Linked DNA regions of Mus musculus: region 1 is linked to region 2. A link is a contact called in public HiChIP or PLAC-seq data. All regions are on one chromosome and are shown on one strand. Each heading gives the region's core, a stretch centred on a gene start, on an enhancer-like site or on the middle of the called end of the contact. The rest is flanking DNA. Distances are from core to core; before and after follow the strand shown. Region 1 overlaps Gm41230 (predicted gene, 41230). Region 2 overlaps Pibf1 (progesterone immunomodulatory binding factor 1).

The links. HiChIP or PLAC-seq counts read pairs in DNA pulled down with a chosen protein or histone mark.
Region 1: a contact with region 2 is called in a FOXA1 HiChIP or PLAC-seq map of pancreatic cancer cells. The contact joins two enhancer-like sites. A contact is called at or near these places in 1 of 484 Hi-C or Micro-C datasets (cerebral cortex) and 4 of 115 datasets of contacts at active chromatin or transcription factors (embryonic stem cells and pancreatic cancer cells).

Annotation. Positions count from the first base shown.
Region 1 is chr14:99,527,110-99,532,731 of GRCm38.p6, forward strand. All of the region lies in intron 1 of Gm41230 (predicted gene, 41230), which reads left to right. Among named protein-coding and RNA genes, the nearest start is that of Gm41230, 8.1 kb to the left of the region's middle. Within about 2 kb of position 2,027, at least 8 of the 459 cell types and tissues checked have an H3K27ac peak or open chromatin away from gene starts, as enhancers often do. A contact at or near this core is called in pancreatic cancer cells, where this site is marked.
Region 2 is chr14:99,171,110-99,176,254 of GRCm38.p6, forward strand. All of the region lies in intron 10 of Pibf1 (progesterone immunomodulatory binding factor 1), which reads left to right. Among named protein-coding and RNA genes, the nearest start is that of Dis3, 74 kb to the left of the region's middle. Within about 2 kb of position 3,227, at least 32 of the 459 cell types and tissues checked have an H3K27ac peak or open chromatin away from gene starts, as enhancers often do. A contact at or near this core is called in pancreatic cancer cells, where this site is marked.

The sequences.
Region 1 (5,622 bases), core at 777-3,276, 350 kb after region 2:
TAAGAAAGAGATATTCATATGCTTGACTTTCCAGGAGAGTTTGCAGATTTTTCTAAATAAAAATGCATTTTTTGTTTGTATTTTACCCAGTATGTTTTTATGACGCATCATCTCTTTCATCAAAATGGCATTGTAGGGGACTGAGAGATGACTCAGTGGTTAAGAGCACTGGCTGCTTTTCCAGAGGACACAGATTCAGCTCCCAGCTCCCAAATGCCAGGAGGCTCACAGCCATTTATAACTATAGTCCTAAGGGTTCTGATACCCTCTTCTGGCTTCTGTGGGCATCGCACACTTGTGGTGCACAGCTAAACATGCAAACAAACACTCAAGCACTTAAAATAAAACTCCGAAAAAAAATATATTTTAAAAATGGCACTGTAAAAGCCCCTCAAGGCCAAGTATTTTCTATCCTTCAATTTTAAATATTTTTATATTTTAAGAGTTTTATTTATTTATTTTCGTGTGTGTGTGTGTGTGTGTGTGTGTACACGCGCACGCATGCGTGCATGACTGCACGAGTTCATGAGTACCAATCATTACAGGAGCCCGTAGAAACCAGAAGAGACATCGGGTGGAGTTACAAATGGTTGTGAGGCATCATGTGGGATCTGGGAATCAAACTCAATCCTCCTTAAGAGCAGTGCACGGTCTTAATCTCCAAGCAATGACTCTATCCCCAATTTATACATTTTTTAAATTCAACAGATTATAGTATCTCACTTTTCCCCATGAACCTTGCTTGGGGTGACACGTAAACACTGGTCTGAAGACTAAATTCCTATCACTTTATGGTCTAAAATGTCTGAATTTCCACTGATAACTCGAATAGGAGGTGCTGCGCATGGCATCTAGAGTCAAGGCATTACCCATCCTTTACAAGGTGAGAGGGGCCATTGGCTGGTGTGGTCTAACTTTGGAGTAAGTAACCAGGGGTTGCAATATCTAGAGGAATATAAAGCTAGTTTGGCTTGTGTTATGTGTGGGGACCAGTCTTTCTAAGCAGCGACAAATGACTCACATCTTTCGGGTACATATATTCAAAGGGTTCCCCGCACCTGACCTTGGTATGCCAATGTTTTGGAGCATAGCTTTTCAAAGTACTCATATTTCATTAAAAAGAAAATTTTACAGGCTGTTGAATGAGCTTTGATTTTAAAAGTTAAGTCATCACCCACAAAAGGACCAGTTTTGTTGTCAGTGAGTGAGGATAACAGCCATTTGATGTGATCCTGCGTCCACGAAGCTGAAGTACTCAGGGTGGCCTCTCAGTGACAAACCAATTCTTCAGTGTTTCCAGGGGCTTTTCATTGACTTTGGGATCCCTGCCTCTGTCTTCTCTTCTGTTTCTGCCTTTCTCTAAGTGGAGACAACTGCACTTTACAATTAAAGATAAGCGAAGGTAGCTGGCTAGGACTGGGAATCTGTCCACAGAGAACACATGCCTGAGTAATTAAGATATCAATACATCATTTTTATAGTTCGCATAATGTGTTTGCCTAGGACATTGCCACAAATTATCCACAGTGTGTGATTTGGCTTCATCGAAGACATTAAGCCAACAATCATAACAATGTTCTTTCTCTCTTACAATTACTCCACCCTGTATTATGCCTTTTAATATTCTGAAAACTGTGTATGAAGACAGAAAGCACTGGAGAGAGAGGTGTTTGGGATACATTTATTCTGCATTTTTAAAAGAAAGGCCATGTTTTATGGTAAAAACGATAATTGATTCTGGACCCACCATGTTCTAATTATGTGGTAACTTTCAGAGAACGCTTTAACCCCTCTAAACCCACACTTCCTGGTCTGAAAGGAGAGTGATAATAGCTTATATTACTCTCTGGTGGGGTCCACTGAGACGTGGTATGTGTGTGTATATGTGTGTGTGTGTGTGTGAGTGAAAGGGCTCTGAAGTTTGAAAAGTCTGAAGCTGAGATTGCAAATGGAAAAGTCCACAGAAGCCAAGACACAGCAGGAGCTCATGAATCAGAGGCAACATAGCGCTCAGAGCAGAGGAGCCCAGGCTAGGGTAGAGAGTGTGGTCCATGACTAAGCCACCCGGTGTACTTATTTATCTTATAAAGTGTGTGGCCAAGCAAGGCAATCTGAGTGTCACTGGTGGCTCCAAGAGTTACTTAGTTGTATTTATAGAATATACGGTATGTCCAAATCCCAAAAGAATGACCAAAGAAGCCGGGCAGTGGTGGCACATGCCTTTAATCCCAGCACTTGAGAGGCAGAGGCAGGCAGATTTCTGAGTCTGAGGCCAGCTTGGTCTATAGAATGAGTTCCAGGAGAGCCAGGGCTACACAGAGAAACCCTGTCTCGAAAAACCAGAAAGAAAAAGAAAGAAAGAAAGAAAGAAAGAAAGAAAGAAAGAAAGTGAGAGAGAGAGAGGGAGGGAGAGAGAGAGAAAGAGAGAGAGAGAGAGAGAGAGAGAGAGAGAGAGAGAGAGAGAGAGAGAGAGAGAGAGAGAGAGAGAGAGAGAGAGAGAGAGAAAGAAAGGAAGGAAGGCAGACCAAAGGATGGACTCAGGCTAATATTAGGGGAAACTTCCCAAATAGTTAAACTTATCTATTGGTTTGGAATACCAATATGGTCTCCATAGTCTGTTGGCAGAAAACTCTCTATTTTGCTCTGATCCACCTTTATCCTGTGATTCCCAAGTGCATGGGTTAAGAGGTTGGAGGGGGAATGGGTGAGAATTGGGACACTTCCGGTTCATACCGTGTTTTGCTTTGTAGCAATAAGTCCTGCACTTCTGGTCAGTGTTCATTGACTGCTTGGCCAAAGTGCTGCCTGTCTCCACATCCCCCAAAGACCAGAGTCCATCTATGTAGCCCAGGCTGTCTACACAGAGAACTCATGATGCTCTTGTCTCTGCCACCTAAGGCTTGCGCTGCACCTAAGGACCGGCCACTCTAGGATTGCAGATATGTGCCACCGTACCCCCATTCATTCTTGGTGAGCAGCTGATAGGTGAGGTGTTCACTGATAAACTCAGTCTATAACTGAGTTGAATACAGCTTGACTCTTATACAGAAGTTATTGCCACAAGTAAAGAATGCAACCGTGGATTTGAGAGAAAAGTCACATGGGAGATAAAGAATGGTCTTGGAGAAGAAAAGAATAGATGCTAGAATCCAGGGTTTGTGTCTCGTATCCCAAGTTTCCATTTGGAAACTTTATCCCTGACGAGGCGGGAGGCGGCTGAGCCTCTGGGAGCTAACTAGGCCAGCAGTGCTGAGCCTCCATGCAAGGTAGCAATGTCCTGATAAAGACCTCAAGTTTTTCTTGCCTCTTTGCCATGTGAGGACAGAGAGAGAAGATGGCTTCCTATGACTTAGGGAGTTGGTCTATTGATCCTAAGCAGATGTGGCTTATCTTCTTCCCATTAGTATTAAGCCAGCTTTAAACTCCACAGTCCTTATTGTTATACTGACCCTGATTCATATGTCTGCATTGTCTCTTGGCCCCTGTGGACTCTTCAGTGTACAAACTTTGCTTCAGTTTTCAAAATCACTTACATTCATTGTTTCAGTTGCTCTTCCTGGTGGCCCCCACAAGAGGCTTATATTCATTCTACCTTTCAGTCATTCTATCAATCTTCCTTTTCAGACAGTTATTTTTGATATTTTAAGAGTATATTTTCTTTTCTTTCTTCCTTTTTTTTCTTTTTAGAATTTATTCTGGTTCTTTTTTTGTTTGTCTTTGTTCTATTGCCACTCAGCAAACCAAACCCACATCGTCATGTATGCTACTATCACTACTCAACAGCACTGGTGTTTTGTTAGTACTGTGATAAGAATAAAGAATGTACATTCAAAATGATTCTCACATTTTCAACTTTCTCTTCCTGTGCCTAAATAGGAAACAATCCACTGGGGCTGGAGAGATGATGGCTCAGTGATTAAAAGCACTGGCTGCTCTTCTAGGGTGACTACATTCAGTTTCCAGGTCCCAGGCAAGGTAGATTACTGCCTGTAGCTCTAGTTCTAAGGGATACAGCACCCTCTTTTTGCCTCCAGGGAAACACAAACTCATCACACACACACACACACACACACACACACACACACACACACACACACACACACAGCAGAGAGAGAGAGAATAAAATAAAAAAGGAACAGTTAACTATATACTGAAAACAAAACAAAACCTACCTTATTGACCTACGGACGGTGGCTTATATATACTTTGCATTCCCTTAATACTCATCCTTCAATCATAATTCTGAACCAACTGTAAATGGCACAAATCCAGATTCTTTTCGTGATTTGACCAGTTTGTTTCTCTTCAGGGGTTCGTCCCTTTCAAGTGCTGATACTCCTTAATTGACGTCTATTTACTGTGAAAATGAAACAGATCTGTGTGTTTATGAATGACTCTATCTGTTTTGTTTTGTTTTCTTTTGAAAATTTCATTCGTGAGCATCTATGTCATCCTGCCCCTCACTTTTCCCAACTCCTCCCATGTCCCCTCTTAAATTTATAACATCTTCTTCTTTATAACATCTTACACGCTTTCTCGCGACCGGCCAGGAAAGACGCAACAAACCGGAATCTTCTGCGGCAAAGCTTTATTGCTTACATCTTCAGGAGCAAGAGTGCAAGAGTGCAAGAGCTCTATTGCTTACATCTTTAGGAGCCAGAGCGCAAGAGTGCAAGAGCAAAAGCAAGAGAGCAAAAGAGAGAATGGCGAAACCCCGTCCCTTTTAAGGAGAATTATTCTCCGCCTAGGACGTATTACTCCTTGATTGGCTGCAGCCCATCGGCCGAGTTGTCGTCACGGGGAAGGCAGAGCACATGGGGTGGAAAACTACCCTTGGCACATGCGCAGATTATTTGTTTACCACTTAGAACACAGGATGTCGGCGCCATCTTGTAACGGCGAATGTGAGGGCGGCTTCCTACAATAACACACACACACACACACACACACACACACATCCTCAACCTATTGAGTCCATTTAGCTTGCTCACATAGATGTGTGTCTAGGGTTGGTCATTTGGAATTAGATAACTTGTTCTCCCTGTCCCAGCAGCCATGCAGCATCTGTAGCCCTTCACCTATGAGGAAGACCATGTGGAATTTCCCCCCTTCCATATTGTCATGTCAACTGGTGTCATACGTTGGTCTTGTTTAGGCCACCATATTTTTGAGATTTCCTGAGTGTATTGTTCCTGCTGAGTCTATGGGACACTATCTGGCATCAGGCGTTCTGGTCCTCTGGCTCTTCCCATCATTCCACGCACTCTGCCAGGATTCTAACTGATCCCTAAGTGTAGTGGTTGCATTGCATGTGATTAATTAGGGTTGTGCATCCTATGGCCATTTCTTCTTTGCAATTTGACCAGTTGTGAATCACTCTATCCTTCTCCATTTGTTGTGAAAAGAGGCTTCCGGGATGAGGAGTGAGAGCTACCCTTCTCAAGCTGGGCCAGTGCATAGGCTCTGCGACCAGAACCTTCTCATAGTCTGTGAGGTCCTGCTACATGCCGTGGTGTGAGCGCAATCCCAGGGTTAAGATAGGTTAAGATAGGCAGCGCTTCCATCGTTCTTGGAGCTAAGTGTGTTGGCTCTGGGACACATGTCGCCAGTGCTCTCTTTCTT
Region 2 (5,145 bases), core at 1,977-4,476:
TCTCTATACTCCAAAAACAAGCATTTTAATTGTACTGGACAGCATTGCCACCATTTTCCTTGTCCTAGCTCACTTAATTGCCCCTAACTTGAACTTGACTAGTATTATGTTTTGTTGTTGTTGTTGTTGTTGTTGTTGTTGTTGTTGTTGTTGTTTTATTTTGTCCCTTGAGATTTTATTTGGTCTAAGGCAGAGCCATTAAGGTCAATTCTTAGAAATTCTACAGATAGTTGAGGTGGTCTTCCCAGGCTAGACTAGATGAGACAAAGCTCAGGGGTCATTCTTTCTATTTGGAAAGAAATCTTGGGCTGGTGAGATGGCTCAGTGGGTTAGAGCACCCGACTGCTCTTCCGAAGGTCCAGAGTTCAAATCCCAGCAACCACATGGTGGCTCACAACCATCCGTAAAGAGATCTGACTCCCTCTTCTGGAGTGTCTGAAGACAGCTACAATGTACTTACATATAATAAATAAATAAATCTTTAAAAAAAAAAAAAAAAAAAAAAAAAAGAAATCTTGTGAATGCTCCAGGTTACCAAACCCTAGGACTCTCATTTCTAAATCCCCAGTGAGGAATTAACCAGTTCTCCTGCACTTCCGGGCCATTTCTTGCCTAATTAAGATTTATAGGGCATGTCTTTTCTCCAGAAGTCATCGTGACTCCTTTAGTCGCTCTTAAGTTTTTCCACACCTTGAACTAGGATTTCCCTCCACCCTGCCATTGATAGTGCTTCATCATAAAAGCAGCCTTTAGCATGCTTCTGTTTTCTTTTTCTTTTGATGGGGGAGTACTAAGGACTGAACCTAAGACACAGTGTTTATTTGGTCAGCAAGAAAGCACCAAGCTATACCCCCCACCCGTTGTGTTTTGTTTCCCTTTGCTAAGTCTCACTCACTAAGTTGTCCATGCTGACTTCAGACCTGTAGTCCTCCTGCCTCCTGAGTACCTGGGGCAGCTGGGATACCAGCAAGTCTAGTGGTGGTTTTAGATCAGTCCCTCTGTTGGTGTAGCCCGGTCTAAACACACAGTGAAAGGACTGTGGGATGTAGCTGAGTGTGAGGCACAGATACAGTAAATGCTCTTGGCTCAAAGGAGCGTTCAGGCTGAAATGGTCAGTGTTGTCATGTTTCCCAAAAAGACAGACTAGACAGCAGCACACCATTCAAATACTGTTATAAATGTTTTACCTTAAAAGTTTTGTCCTTCATGCTCTGGTTTATTTTAAAACAGCATTCCTTTCTTGTATTTCTTTCAGTTAAGTACTTTTATCTTCACATACCCGGAAAACCTCTTTTTCTTTGCCTCAACTTTACTAAGTTATTACCAATATTACTACATAGTGTTTATTTTATTAATGCCCTTACAATTTTATTTGATCATGATATGATAGATGCATCGAATTACTCTAAATGCGTGCTTGAAATTCTCATAAGTCCATGGTACAGTTGTTAAACATACTCAGCGTTTTTTAACTCGGCAAAAACCATCTCTCACATTCATTTAAGAATTAGTTTGTAAGCCAAAAATGACAGATGTAGTATTACAGCTGGGAAGCTAACTGGTTGAAGAAATGTAAATGACAGAAACATTTGCACAAATATGCAACCGCCTTTCAAATGCTTTTCTTGTACCCTGTAGCAGTCATTGTTGCCACGTTGACGGGAGTTTTTCTTACCTGATTGCTTTTCAGTTGGAAAATTCCATAGTGCAGCAGGGAAGACCTATGTGACCAGAGCTTTGTGTTTGTGCTTAAGCTCCTGTCATTGCTCCTGCAATTCTCAATAAAATGCTTGACCTGCTTTCTAGGTAGGTTTAGAGGAAAGTACAATATCACATAGTGTTTTCTATTTTAACATCAGCATGAAGTGAATCCCTATAAACAGTAATTATTTTTTAGTCTTAGTTTGAGTTTTTTGAGACAGTATTTCAAATACCTCAGGCTAGCCTTGAACTCACTATGTAACTAAGGATAACCCTAAACTCCTGACCTCCCTGCCTCTACCTGCCAAATGCTGTGATTATAGGTGTATACCACCAGGGCTGGCTATATATAAAGTCAAAACAGATCATTTAAATAAAAATACTTAATATCTATTTTTAAAATTTGCCTTATCAAAAATTGAGTTGCTTTTTATAAAATTACCTCTAAATCAAGCCGTATGAGGTAAATTTTCCTTCTGCCCTCCTTTACCAAGATATCCTTTTACAATCCTATTATATTTTAGGATATGTTCCTCTTTCTCATAACTTAAGTTGTTGTGAGGATAGTGACCTCCACGCCTAGTATCTTACTGTGTGTGAAGATATGAATCGGTCTTCTCCTTTGAAAAGAAGTATCTCAGAGCATGAGGAAACAAATGAGGATATTCTCTACTAAAGTTAGAGCATTAGTGGCTCACAAGCTTTAATCTGTGCCGACGCTGCTTGGTGGGGTCCATGGAGCAGCCTGGTTTCTTAAGACATGTATTTTGGTTTGGGGAATGTTGAGATGATTCAGAAGGAAGCTCATCATTTTAGGCAAATAAACCAGGGCTGTTTGGTAAGAGGGAACTAGGCGAGAAATGGGGGGTGGGGGGCTAAAGGTCTGATGTAGAGGATCTTCTTCTAATACAGGCGAAAATCATAACACAGATGAAAATACCACTGGGAAAAGGACTCACTGTGGAAGGTTTTGTTTTGCTGTGCGGGGTGTGCATGCATGCATATATGCATGCCTGCGTGTGTTTTCCTGAGGACTGAGTGAACACTAGGCAAGTCCTCCACTACTAAGTAGATGTCTTCAACACATAAAAATACTTTTGTAATTTACATCAAAGGGAAAGCTGGCAGGCACTATTTGAAGGTTTAATTCATAAAATATACATAGCAAGTATTTTATAGGTACATTTTATATGAAAATATTTGTGAAGATATGGGGAAGCTATAATTTATATGCTTCTAGTAGCATTTTAAGTTGATATAGCTATTAAGTTAAGTTGTACAGTATACCAAAGGGTTCTTTTGTTTGTTTGGGGGGCGTTGTTTGTTTCTTTTTGAGACAGGGTTTCTCCATGTCGCCCTGTATGTCCTGGAACTGTGTAGGCAAGGCTGGCCTTGACTCAGAGATATGCCTATTCTGCCTTCTAAGTGCTAGGATTAAAGGTGTGTGCCACCACACCCAGCTAGTGTACCAACATCTCTGTGACCCGGCAGAGCTACTTGAGGATTGGAGCATTGACTTGTGCTTAGCAGGCAGTTACTGCAGTGTTCTCTGGAGCAGTGCAAACATCCACAGCATGTCTGTCAACAGCACTCTGTAAATGTTTCTCAGCTTAGAATTAGCAAATGAGATGAAATGAATCATGACTGTATTCACATTGTAAACTAATGTAAAAGGAATGAGCTTCAGACATAAAGTAGTCCAAGGCACATAAACTGGAAAGGGGGTTGTAGATAAAGAAGAGTAATGCAGTATGATGCCATCTGTTTAACAAAGGAGACTGGAGTCCGTCCTATACGTGACACATGCATGTTTGGGGAGGAGGGAGTGGTTAGAAAGTTACAAAGAAAGCTGGTAACTGATGGTTTCTACAAGGAGAAATGGATTTGAAAGTAGTGGTAAAGATGTCTGTAATGTTTCAAGTTTTTATCCTAAGAATTGATTTAGTTACTTACAGAGTTCAAGAGAAATTTGGTAAATTGCTTGTGCTGTGAAGAAGGCCAATAATGGAAATACAAGCAGCAGTCATCCTGTGAATGAGAGCTGACTCTCATTGTATTAGACAGGTTAGCATCTGCCCTCATCAGCCCATTTCCTACAGTAAATCCACTGAAGGCTGGAGACCCAGGGACACTGGCATGTTGAAGCACAGCCTTCAAGAACAGAATGGTTTTCAGAAGGCTTTGACCCCAATTGCTTGTAGCATTAGAACTAAAATCCCTAGTCAGGATTTCCCAGCCCTCGCCAAGACTGTGAGGCACAGGATTCTTTCTGCTGGCCCATCCATGAAGCCCTGGAAGGCCACCCTCTGCCCTGAGACTGCCTGCCTCATGCTGCCACTGTGCTTAGCTTTGCCAGCCTGCCTGGGCTCAGTAGCTCGCTCCAGCCCTTTCTTTATACTCAGTTGTCCTGCTGTGTACAGACAGATGCTCTATCTCAGCTATCTTATGGCCTGCTTCCAAACAAGACCAGCTGGGAAAGGTCCTACTGTGTGGTCATTTCCTGGTTCTGGTGATTGCATGACTATTACCACTGAATAAAATATATTTTGGGTACTTTGTTGTATACTGCTTGTCTACAAAATGAGATTAGGTCATTGTGCTTCAAATCCATGTCCAGTTTTAATGTAGTATAAGCCATGAATATTTTGTAGACAACGTTTAAAAACCAGTTATTTCTGCTATTTGTCATTTGTTTGAAAAACTGAGATTAAATAAAAGATTCATAATAGGGAGAACGAGGTTCATTAGCAGGGTCCTCAAGTCAGTATTCACTTCCATTCCGTACGGAAGGGAAGGTTGGGAGGTAGACGACAAAGCCCATGCTTCCTGGTACAGTGGCCCTGTGTAATCTCAGCACTAGGGAGACAGAAGAGGAGGATCCCGTTTTCCTACACGGTGAGTTCCAGGGCCAGCCAAACCTAGAAAAGCTCCTCTCTCAAAGAGCTGGAGAGGTGAAAGGTAAAGCAAAACAGGGAAAGGTCTCAGTAAATGTTCCTAGGAATTATGACCTTATTGCAAGATTTTTTTTCCTTTTCTTAATTTGTGCTGGGTATGCTGTGTGCACAATTGTAGGCAGGTAAAAGAGGTTAAGGGACAAATTCAAGAGTTGTTCTTCTGGTGCTATCTATGGGGTTTGTTCTGTTCCGTTGACACACGGTTTTTTAGCTAGCGTGCTAGGTTGCCTGACCAGGGAGCCTCAAAGATCTGCCTTTGTTGGCCTCTCCAGTGCTGGGATTTCCAGCATAGGCCACCCCACCCTGCTCTGTTACATGGGTTCTAGGGATGGCACTTGGGTCGTCATGCTTTGCAGGGCAAACACTATTGTCTGGGCTCTCCCCATAGGCCCAACTTAAGATCAAGATTCCTGCCGTTTAACTTCCTGGCAACCTTCTGCATAATACTGTATTTTCGCTTCTCTTTCCCTTTGTTCTTCTAGCTCTTACA